Linked DNA regions of Sus scrofa: region 2 is linked to region 1. The links are chromatin contacts, called in public Hi-C maps. All regions are on one chromosome and are shown on one strand. The core of a region is the stretch at or near the end of the contact, and the rest is flanking DNA. Distances in the headings are between cores, read along the strand shown. Region 1 holds the start of PGAM1 (phosphoglycerate mutase 1). Region 2 holds the start of MMS19 (MMS19 nucleotide excision repair protein homolog).

Region 1 (5,200 bases), core at 1,771-4,270:
GGCTGTGGTGTAGACTGACAGGTAGAGCTCTGATTAGGCCCCTAGCCTGGGAACCTCCATATGCCATGGGTGCGGCCCTAAAAAGACAAAAAAAAAAAGAAAGAAAGAAAGAAAGAACGAAATGAACCTCTTCTCACACAAAATTATTGAAGGGTGGTATCAAGAGTTATGTTGGCCCAACCAGTACAAACATTTATTCTCTCTCCCCCTTTAATGGGGAAATGGCCTTTTCCCTATGGAGCAGGGCAGAAAAACATGCCTGTTTTCTTCCGTGACACTTCAAGGTCCTCTTTGAAATTCAGGACAAACTTTCCTGTGTATTGCTTCATATCGAGGTTGCCAACAGTAATTAATGAAATGTGAAGTGAATTTTCCTGCCAGCCATTCAACTGAGAATAAGGCCAATAAGAACTATACTGATGAGGGAAGGGAGGATTAATCATCCAGAAACTCACCACCACCCACCAGGGAAAAGACTTAGATCTCATCATTGGGTCTCAGGACAACTCCTAGTGGACTTCCTTACCACATCCTCCCTAATCTTTTTTTTTTTTTGTCTTTTTTGCCTTTTCTAGGGCCGCCTCCTGCAGCATATGGAGGTTCCCAGGCTAGGGGTCCAATAGGAGCTGTAGCCGCCGGCCTATGCCAGAGCCACAGCAACTTGAGATCCGAGCCGCATCTGCAACCTACACCACAGCTCACAGCAACTCCAGATCGTTAACCCACTGAGCAAGGGCAGGGACCGAACTCGCAACCTCATGGTTCCTAGTCGGATTCATTAACCACTGAGCCACAGGGGGAATGGCTCCCCAATGAAAGGGTGAGTCACTGGGAAGTGACTGTCCACAGTGCAAGCCTCAGCTCCCATGCTGAAAAGCTACTGGTTGTTTCACTGCAATTATTTCCACTTGCAATGGAGTGCAGCACACTGGATACACAAATGGGTCCCAGAGGAAAGCAGCAGTTCCCCTTAAGACTCTTAACTGAGAACTCTAAATAAAGCCTCTTCCCTTAACTTGGCCATCAAACAAAAGCATGGTATAAGACACTCCCAGCGATCAGGGGTTAGCGAATGTTGTACATGTGGTCTCCACCCTCCCTGAGAAGTAGGACTGCATGGGGAAACTCTGCTTGCAAGCTTCCTCCTGAAATCATTCAAGGTTTTATAAACCCTAAAATACTTAAAGCCTTCATGAATGTAACATTTCAGTTTAGGTCTTTTACACTATCAAATTATTCATAAGGTTTTCATCATTCAGAGTTTTTGGTTTTAGTCTTAGTTATTTATCTATGATGTCCATAATTGACATTAACATTTAAATGGAATTTTTTTTTAATGCTACTAACATGTATTTAAAAACTGATATAGGGTGTATTATTTTAAGAGCAATTAAAAATTAAGGCATTTGATCAGTCTTAAAGGACAGCTGCAGTTTGCTTTGCCCTGGGCTAGTCATCAGCAACCACAGACCCATGCAGTTCTTCCTGCCAGGCAGCAGGAGAGAAAATGGCCTCCTTTACCAGCACATTCCCTAACCTGGCCGCTCCTAACTGGTATGAGGTCACACCAGGCCATCCCCAAGCATTCACACACATCCCCAGCAGGATTCCATTTCCCAGACCTCCCCACCCTCTGCTTCATTTCTAAAGGATCCGGAGTGAAGGCAAGAAGCTAGAGAGAGCAAACTGGGGCCAAATACCTGATTCACATCAACCAGGCATCAATGACCCTTTTAAATGGCTACTGCTTTGTCCAGTGGTTAGGAAGGTGCAGGGCAGGATCAGGGGAAACACCTCCTCAGTCCAGAGAGTCTTTGAAATGCTGGCAGCAAGGCATGCTTCCTTACAAAGGATCCAAAATCACAGAGAGCTGTCTGCCCCGGCGGGGGGAGCCTGGGTAGGTAAGCTTATCTCACCGCCACTGCCACCTTCGCCCAGCGTCCTGGCCAACAGCCTACCAGTTCCTCACACCTACCTGTTACTCAACCCCAGAACAGAGGCCAGGGGAGCAGACTAGGAACAAGGGGTGACCTTGAACAAGTCATCCTTTCAAGCCTCACTTTCCCAGCTATTAAAGAGAGCCAGTAAGGAATGGGAAAAAATAAAATCTGTATACTTTATGGGATTATGAAAAGGATCAACTCAAATCCCTCATTCATTCATTCAATTACATCTGCGCGTGCATTTTGGACAGAGGATTTGTGGAATGCTGCTAAACAGCATCCCACACAAGCACGTGCATGTCTTCATATCTGGAACCGTGCTGGTCTCCCCGCAACCCCCACCCCTACCCCCACCCCAGTGCCGCATCACACCGCCAGAACCGGGAAAAGCGCGTGGCCTGCCGCTTCACCAGAATCCGCAGCTGCCTCTTGAGTAGGTTTGGTTATAGCCGCTGGAAGATTCTGGGCATCCAATTTAGTCGCCCGTCCCCGAGTTACTAAATGATGACTAGAAAGGGAGAATTTCACAAGGCAGTGTTGCGGAGGCCGCAAGGGTCCTCTTCAGGCGCGCGGCCCCTCACACTCGGGAGACTAGGTGACCTTGAGTAAGTCGATTCGCTACCCTGGGCGCATTTTCTCAACTGCAACATAAACGGCTGAAGCGATAAAGCCCAAAGTCTCAGCCCTCTAGCGAGGGTGGGGGGCAACCAGGCGGCCCTGACGCATCCGCGCCCGCTCGGGCCTTCGCAGCTCCCACCCACCTCCCCGGCCCGCTCCGCACCTCGCAGCGCCTGCCCGCCGCGCTTCGCCTCCTCGTGCCCCGCCGGGCTCAGGTCCGCGTCGTACCAGCCGCTGAAGCGGTTCTCCAGGTTCCACGCGCTCTCACCGTGCCGGATCAGCACCAGCTTGTAGGCAGCCATGGTGGCAACTCGGGGTGCGGCGCAGACTGGGGCTCACCGAGATTCCGGAGTCTCGGCCAGGCCCCCGGCCGCGCCTGCGCGCTCGCGCCCTACCGCTAGGCTCCAGCGCACTTGCTCACTCAAATCTTTCCACTCGCTCGGGGCCGCCCTCCGCCCATCGGTGTACGCATGCGCCCCAAGCAGGCGCTGCAGGCTCCGGGGTGAGGGGAAGGACGGCAGGGCGCATGCGACTTCCGCCGCCCGCCAGGCGTCCGCCGCCCCAGTCACGGAGCGCACGTAAGCGCCGGAGGGCTTCGGTACTTTTGGGCGGCGGCGGGTCTTGGATGCGGGCAGGAGTGTTGTATCGCCCTTATTCATCAGCCCTTCGTTGTGAAAAAAATGGTCTTTGGCATTTGAGTTACTCTAGGCTCGGCCAGATCACTTTGCCATCTGTACAGAAAGTTTGATTAACACACCTGGATTGGAATCTTCACTTTGTTTTTTGCTTTGTATCTTTGGGCAGATCGCTTAACCTCGCTCAGCCTCATTCGTAAATGAACATTATAAATACTTAGCTGGTGCCTAGCTACCTGGAAGATGCTTAGTAATTGGTTGTTGTTTCTATTTCCATGGACACTGATCTCTTATTTTACACATAAGAAAACGCTTTGACTGCTGGCTCGAAAGCCATGCTCTTTATCCAACATAGGGCCGTTTGTCCAACCTGTTTATCTCTCACAGCCTCTAGTCAGTGCCTCCTCCTGGACCAGCAGAAGCAAACCCTAAGCGGATCAAACGCTCCAGAAGAAGGGTCACTGCCTGTCCCTCCTGTGCACTCAGTCATCAGTTTAAGTATCTGCTTATTTGCAAGCTTTCTGCTGCCCATCTCACTGTGTCCTGGTTTGTTTCAATCTAGCCCCCCCCCTTTTTTGTCTTTTTTTGTCTTTAGGGCTGTACCAGCGGCATGTGGAGGTTCACAGGCTAGGAGTTGAATCAGAGCTGTAGCTGCCGGCCTACACCACAGCTACAGCAACGCCAGATCCTTAACCCACTGAGCGAGGCCAGGGATCGAACCCATGTCCTCATAGATGCTAGTCGGGTTCATTAACCACTGAGCCACGACGGGAACTCCCAATCTAGCCACTTTATTGAGCATCAGATATGAGTCAGGCGTCGGGCTAGGGTCAAAGACAGGCTGGATGTGTTTTCTGCTCTTCACAGCAAGTGAAGTGGAAATAAGCCCTATGCGTACACAGCTAACAATGCAATTGTGCTCTGTCCTCTTTTTGACAGATGTAGAAAAGTTTTTAACATGCACTCATGAAACACCTACTATGTGCCAGACAGTGTTTAAAAGTGCTTTGCAGGAGTTCTCCTGTGGCACAGCCATGTTAAGGCTCCCGAATTGTCGCTGCAGTGGCTTGGGTCCCTGCTGAGGAGTGGGTTGGATCCCTGGCTCAGGAACTTCCATATGCTGAGGGAGCAGCCAAAAAAAAAGAGTGCTTTACAAATGTTAACTCCTTTTTTTTTTTTTTTTTTTTTTTTTTTTTCCATTTCTTGGGCTGCTCCCTCGGCATATGAAGATTCCCAGGCTAGGGGTCTAATCGGAGCTGTAGCCGCCAGCCTACGTCAGAGCCACAGCAACTCGGGATCTGAGCCTCATCTGCAACCTACACCACAGCTCATGGCAATGCCGGATCCTTAACCCACTGAGCAAGGCCAGGGATCAAACCTGTATCCTCATGGTTCCTAGTCGGATTTGTTAGCCACTGAGCCACGACGGGAACTCCAAATGTTAACTCCTTAATCCTCATATCCTTGTAACAATCTTATGAGGCCAGTACTATTGCTTCCCTGTTTACTGAAGAGGAAACTGAGGGACGAGGCAATTTGCCCAAGGTTACAGGAACCAGGATTCAAACCTAGGGTGGCTGGCTCCCAAGTCCATGCACACCTGACCTACTACTCTTTGGTGGCCTCCACATACTTGGTGCATTTTAGGCATTTGTCAACTTTGAAGAGTGGGAAGGATTTGAGAGGCAGAGAAAAGGCACCTTGGGAATGACATGAACCGAAACATAGAGGACTGGTGTGTGGCTATATTATCTACCATATGTGAAAGTTTAGCGGGTCAAGTGTTTTAATGTACTAATTTCATGTGATGTAGGTACTATTCATAGCTCCATTCGACAGATGAAGAAACTGAGACCCAGAGAAATAATTTGTGCAAAGTCATAGCTTGGGCAGAAGTGGAGAAGAAAGCAGGACTTGAACCCAGGCAGTCCAGTGCCCTATCGTGTTCTCTAACCACAGTGCCCCACTGCCCCCCTCCACTGCAGCTGGGCAGAGATGGAATTT
Region 2 (5,200 bases), core at 1,590-4,089, 64 kb before region 1:
CCCTGGCCTCGCTCAGTGGGTTAAGGATCCAGCATTGCTGCAAGCTTGCAAGCTTTGGCACAGGTTGCAGAAGCAGCTTGGATCTGGCATTGCTGTGGCTGTAGCATAGGCCTATAGCTCTGATTCAACCCCTATCCTGGGAACTTCCATATGCCATGGGTATGGCCCTAAAAAATAAAACAAAACAAAGCTTTAGGTAGGGGGAAGAATAGAAGAGTAAGGGGAAGCTGGTTGGGGGGAAAGATGCAGAACTGGTTTTAGAAGTGCTGAATCTGAGGTTAACTACATTGGTGTCCAGTGGGCACCTAGATATCTGAGTCTGGGGTTGGGGAAGCAACAGTTGAAAATACAGCATAGGGGCCTTCCCAACAGACAAAGAGTTGTGGGGCTAAGATTTCTCTGGGAGGGAGCATGATGCGAAAAAGATGGAATGTCAAACTGAACTATGGGTGTGCCCACACTAGGAGTGATGGCTGGCAGGAGTGATCGGAGAAAAAAGCCAAGATAGTCCAATGTCAAGGAGGGAAAAGTCGGGGGGGGGGGGCTTCAAGTGGGAGAGGATTGTCAACAGTTAAAAAAAAAAAAGCTACAAATCAATTACGTGGGCTGAGTACATAAATAATAAGTATTTGTTGAATGAATGAATGAATGAATGAAAGGAAGAAAGCCCTTGGATTTGAGAATCAACTTTCCTGTCAGAAGATTGGCCAGGGTTGCCTTGGGACAAGAGGACTTCAATGCTAAATTGTTCGTTGTCCTCCCTATAAAAACACGTTGCTTCTTGCATAAGTCATCCTGTCCACCACACAGACATCCTTCCCTGCTTCCCCCACGTTTCCCCTCATCTTCCTTCCCAGTTTGCGAAACTCAAGCAACACACACCTTCAGTGTCAAAGGAGACAGGAAACTTCAACTAGAGTTTCTACTTCATTAATAACTCTGCTTATGGCTCCTCTTAAAGGGCTATGTGGCAATTGAGTGGAATAGAAGATGGCCTTCTAATCCCAGCTGTACTACGAATTAGCTGTGCAGCTATCGACAAGTTGCTCAACCTCTCTGGATCTGGGCTTTTAACAGACAAGAGAAGGTAGGTCTATCTGGACTCTAGACAAGTTTCGAAGGTCTCTTTCAGCTCTAAAGTCTACGATTTTATCATTCTCAGAAGTTCCTTGCAACACCCTCAGAGAAGGAAGTGAAGTGAGTACAAGACCCGGGGAAACGACCGCCAGACCTCTTACCCAGGCGAAGCGCCAGGATAGGGGTGTATCCAGAAAGTGAGAAAGCGCTGCCGGCCCTCGAGGATCACCAGAGAGCAGATCCCATTCCTAAGGCTGGGAAGGATCCCAACAACCCGACAGCGATTCCCACCCCGCACCCCACCTTTTCTAGACTCCCAGACGGCCAGGAGGCTCTAAAAAGCCCTGCGGGAAAAATAAAGATTTCTTTCCCAGAGTCCTGCGCTGCTTTTGCAAGTCGGATTCCGGCAGGCACGATCTGCAGCCCGATAATGACACAGTCTTTGGAAGGAGCGCCTGTTCTCATCTCGCTCGCTTCGAGTTCTGGGACGACTGGCCACCCGCGCCGTGCCCCGACGGGCGGGCGTCCGACCCCGGCCCCGCTGCCAGGCCAGCGGCGCCCCGGCCTGGGGCCCTCCTCCCCTCCGCCGGCCCCGCTGCGGTCTGCAAACATTTCCTGCTCCCGCCCCCACCCCCACCCGGAGCTTCCCAGTTGGAGCGAGTTGGGCTCGCAGCCGGGTCAGCGCTCGCAGTTGCCACAAGTCGGCTCCCCCGGCCACTGGGGCCGGGGAAGGGGACCCCCGTCTGCCTCGGAAGCAGCCATCAGGGAAACCTAGGCGCCAGGAGCCGTGGGAGGTAGCTCAGGAAGCCCAGTTCTCGCGCAAGAAGGCGGACAACTGGCTGGGCGCCGGTGGCCCTGCTCCCTTCCCGGTCGTTACCTGCTCGCTTGCGGGGGTGTCCCGGGGCGGTCGGCCTCTCCCGGCGCTGTCTCCCCACACAGTTGCCCATGCTGGCTCTTCAGCCGGGCCCCATGCACCGAAGGCGACGGGATGGTCCGCTGCTCCGCGGTCCTGCCCCGGACGGCGGCGTCCCAGGTCAACGGCTCCGACCGCCCGGCATCGGGCGCTTCCCGATCTCCCCCCTGCGGCGCGCTCTACCCCAGCGCCGGCTTCGCCACAAACTTTGCGGGCAAGGAGAAAGAGGGAGGTGGCCGACTCCCCAACACAGTCCCAGGTGGCCGGGCCAGGGGGGCCCGCGACGGTGCCCGGCTGGAGACCAGCTCCGCTGAAGGGGCGGAGAGAGGGGGCGGGCACCGCCGCTGTTACTCCCGGCTCGCTCGGGGCTCCCAGCTGGGGCCGGCCCCCCGGAGCCTGTCACTCACCTGCCTAACCCCGCCCCAGCCCAGCCCTGCTCCCTGCCGCCGGCTCGCGGTGCCCGCGCCGCCGCCGCCGCCCGCCCCAGGTGCGCATGTGACCGACGGCACCGCCCCCTCGGGCCGGGCCTGGTTTTCTCATTGGTTCCCCCCAGGGTGCGTACCGCCCCTCGGCCCCACCCAGACAGGTGCCCGCCCCGCCGCGGGTCTCCCGGGAAGCTGGGCCGGGAATTATTCGCCCTCAATGGCCCCCGGCTGCGTGCCCAGCAGCCGCCTTCGCTCCCTGAGCCACCGCCCCGACTCCGGGCCCCGCCCCTTGGGGAGGGGCCGTCCCATCCCACCCTGGAACTGCCTGGCCTGGAGCCGGCAGGCACGTGATCCAGGGAGCGCCCCGCCCCCTCAGCCTTCGCCAGGCGATTGGCTCAGGAGGCGCGTGCGCTGAGAGGCCCATCCCGTGCCACCGCCCATTTCCCCTCCCACCGTCTCCAGTTCGCGTCATGGCCGCCGCCACCGCTCTGGAGGCGGTCGCGCCTACGGGCGCCCTGTGGGGCCTCGTGCAAGACTTCGTCATGGGTCAGCAGGAGGGCCCCGCAGACCAAGTGGCTGCAGGTACGGCAGACGGCGCCGCGCGGCTTCCGCTTGGGGGCCTCCAGGAGGGAGCGGCCTCAGCACGGGCGCCGGGCGGGAAGGGAGCGGTGACTTTGAGAGATTGGTCCCGGGCTGGTTGTGAGCACCGCGTGCTTAAGAACCATAACAAATTGCGAGTCGCTTGCAGTCTTCCTTAAAGCGCCCTTATGACCCTCGTTTTGGTTTATAGCCACCCTGTGCACCGGCCTGGGTTAGGAAAATCATTACCATTTCGCAGGTGTGGAAACTGAGGCCCAGAGAGGGCCAGAGGCTTCCTGGGGGAGTTGGGACTTGGACGCAGGTCCTCCAGTTCAGAATCAGGTGCTCACTCCGCGAAAGCACGTTGTTTCGAGGAAGTTGATGTGACGAGAAGCATCTTCGGCAGCATCAGCTCCAGTCGCGTGGCATGTTGGGAGTGGCCGCGCGACCCAATCTCTGACTGGCTGTAATTAATTGGAGAGAGGAGGAGAGAAACCAGCCTAGGGGGAGTTTGAGATGTTCTGCGTATCTCTTCCCCCCATTCTTGTTCAAGTTCTTGATTAATTTGCTTCGTGCCTTTTTTATGTGGTGTGTGTTTTTATATTTTTCCCAGAACTCCAATTTCCTGCTTTTCACCAGTTTAGGGATCTCTTAGTTCTGACAGCTTATCTAAAATTTGAGCGGAGCAAATGACAGATTTCCTTGAAATTCTGAGACTTCACTCTTTTAGAAAAAGAAAAATCTAAAAAGTTATTGAATGTTAGGAGGCCTTCGGACCTTGTGTCTATGTAATAGAATACAAAATAATCTTGTCAGTACAGATAAGTTTTGTCTTTATTTTTGGAAATTGCGCGTGTTTGGGGAGAAGTAAAGGATACATTTCTCTTGAAAAGTGAACACACTTGCTTTTAAAATATGTGGGAAATGAATAAAGTGAACCTGTCAGAAGTATAATACTTTGGGAGTTCCTGGTGGCTCAGGAGGTTAAGGATCTGGTGTTGTCGCTGCCATGGCTTGAGTGTGGCACTGGTTCGATCCCTGGCGGGGGAACTTCCACGTGCTGCCTGCTTAGCCAAAAAAAAAAAAAAAAAGGAGTTCCCGTCCTTACGCAGTGGTTAACGAATCCGACTAGGAACTATGAGGTTGCGGGTTGGATCCCTGGCCTTGCTCAGTGGGTTAAGGATCCTGCGTTGCCGTGAGCTATGGTGTAGGTCACAGACACGCTCGGATCCTGCGTTGCTGTGGCTCTGGCGTAGGCCGGTGGCTACAGTTCCGATTAGACCCCTAGCCTGGGAACCTCCATATGCCGCTGGAGCAGCCCAAGAAATGGCAGAAAGACACACACACAAAAAAGTATTATACATTATGGCAATATTCTACTTTCAGTCTTAGCACCATTATTGAACACATTATTCTTCAAACGCAGTGCTAAGCAGTAGGAACATAAATATCAATTAGATGAGATCTCTGCCTGCCAGGAACTTATAGTGTGGTGGGAGAAACAATCATTTGGACAGGTAGTATGCTACGCTACGAAAAGGGCCGTAAGAGGTATGTACAATATGACGTGGAACCAGCAAGGAGCAAATGCCTGATATAGCCATTCCGCTAAGCTTAACCTCTTACAGCTTTATGCAGTATAGTGTGTTTTCAGTGCTTCCAATTAACAATGGCAGTGTATTATCAATGTCATTTTCCCCAGTGTTGTATTATGAAAAATTTCATACAGCAAAGTTTAAATAATTTCATAAGGAACACACATACACTCACCACCTAGATTCTACCATTAGCATTTAACATAATTAGCATTATCATGTAGCTATCCATTTAAATTGCAGATATCAGTATGCGTCCCTCTAACTGCTTTTGTATGCGTATTGTTGACTAAGGTATAAAACTTGTAAGACAAAGTGTACAAATCTTAAGCATAGTTCACTGATTTTGAAAAATTCGTATACCTCCTCCCACCAAGACAAAGAACATTACTATAAAAGGTGTCATTCGTAACTCTTCTTTCACATTTATACATTATGAACACAGTAATTTAGGGTTTTTCAAATTCAGAACACTTTTGAGAAGAAAGCATGAATAAGGACTGCCAAGTTCTTATAAATACTTTGTAAAATTTACATTTTTATGCCTGAAAAAAAATGGCCTAGACTATTGTCTAGTTTAAATTTAACTCAACTCTGCCAAGACTGTAACA

The links. Hi-C and Micro-C count contacts between places; a contact is called where the count stands out from the background.
Region 2: a Hi-C map of skeletal muscle shows a contact between it and region 1, with 3 times the contacts expected there. The contact joins the promoter of MMS19 here to the promoter of PGAM1 in region 1. A contact is called at or near these places in 1 of 5 promoter capture datasets (liver), 4 of 47 Hi-C or Micro-C datasets (heart right ventricle, liver and skeletal muscle) and 2 of 2 datasets of contacts at active chromatin or transcription factors (alveolar macrophages and skeletal muscle).

What each region holds. Positions count from the first base shown.
Region 1 is chr14:108,820,602-108,825,801 of Sscrofa11.1, reverse strand. It overlaps PGAM1 (phosphoglycerate mutase 1), which reads right to left and starts at 3,020. Exons shown (of 4, transcript XM_003483535.4): 1 at 2,725-3,020. The coding sequence starts at 2,863.
Region 2 is chr14:108,884,226-108,889,425 of Sscrofa11.1, reverse strand. MMS19 (MMS19 nucleotide excision repair protein homolog) reads left to right here and starts at 2,839. Exons shown (of 31, transcript XM_013990467.2): 1 at 2,839-2,997. The coding sequence starts at 2,886. UBTD1 (ubiquitin domain-containing protein 1) reads right to left here and starts at 3,892. Exons shown (of 3, transcript XM_021074394.1): 1 at 3,244-3,892.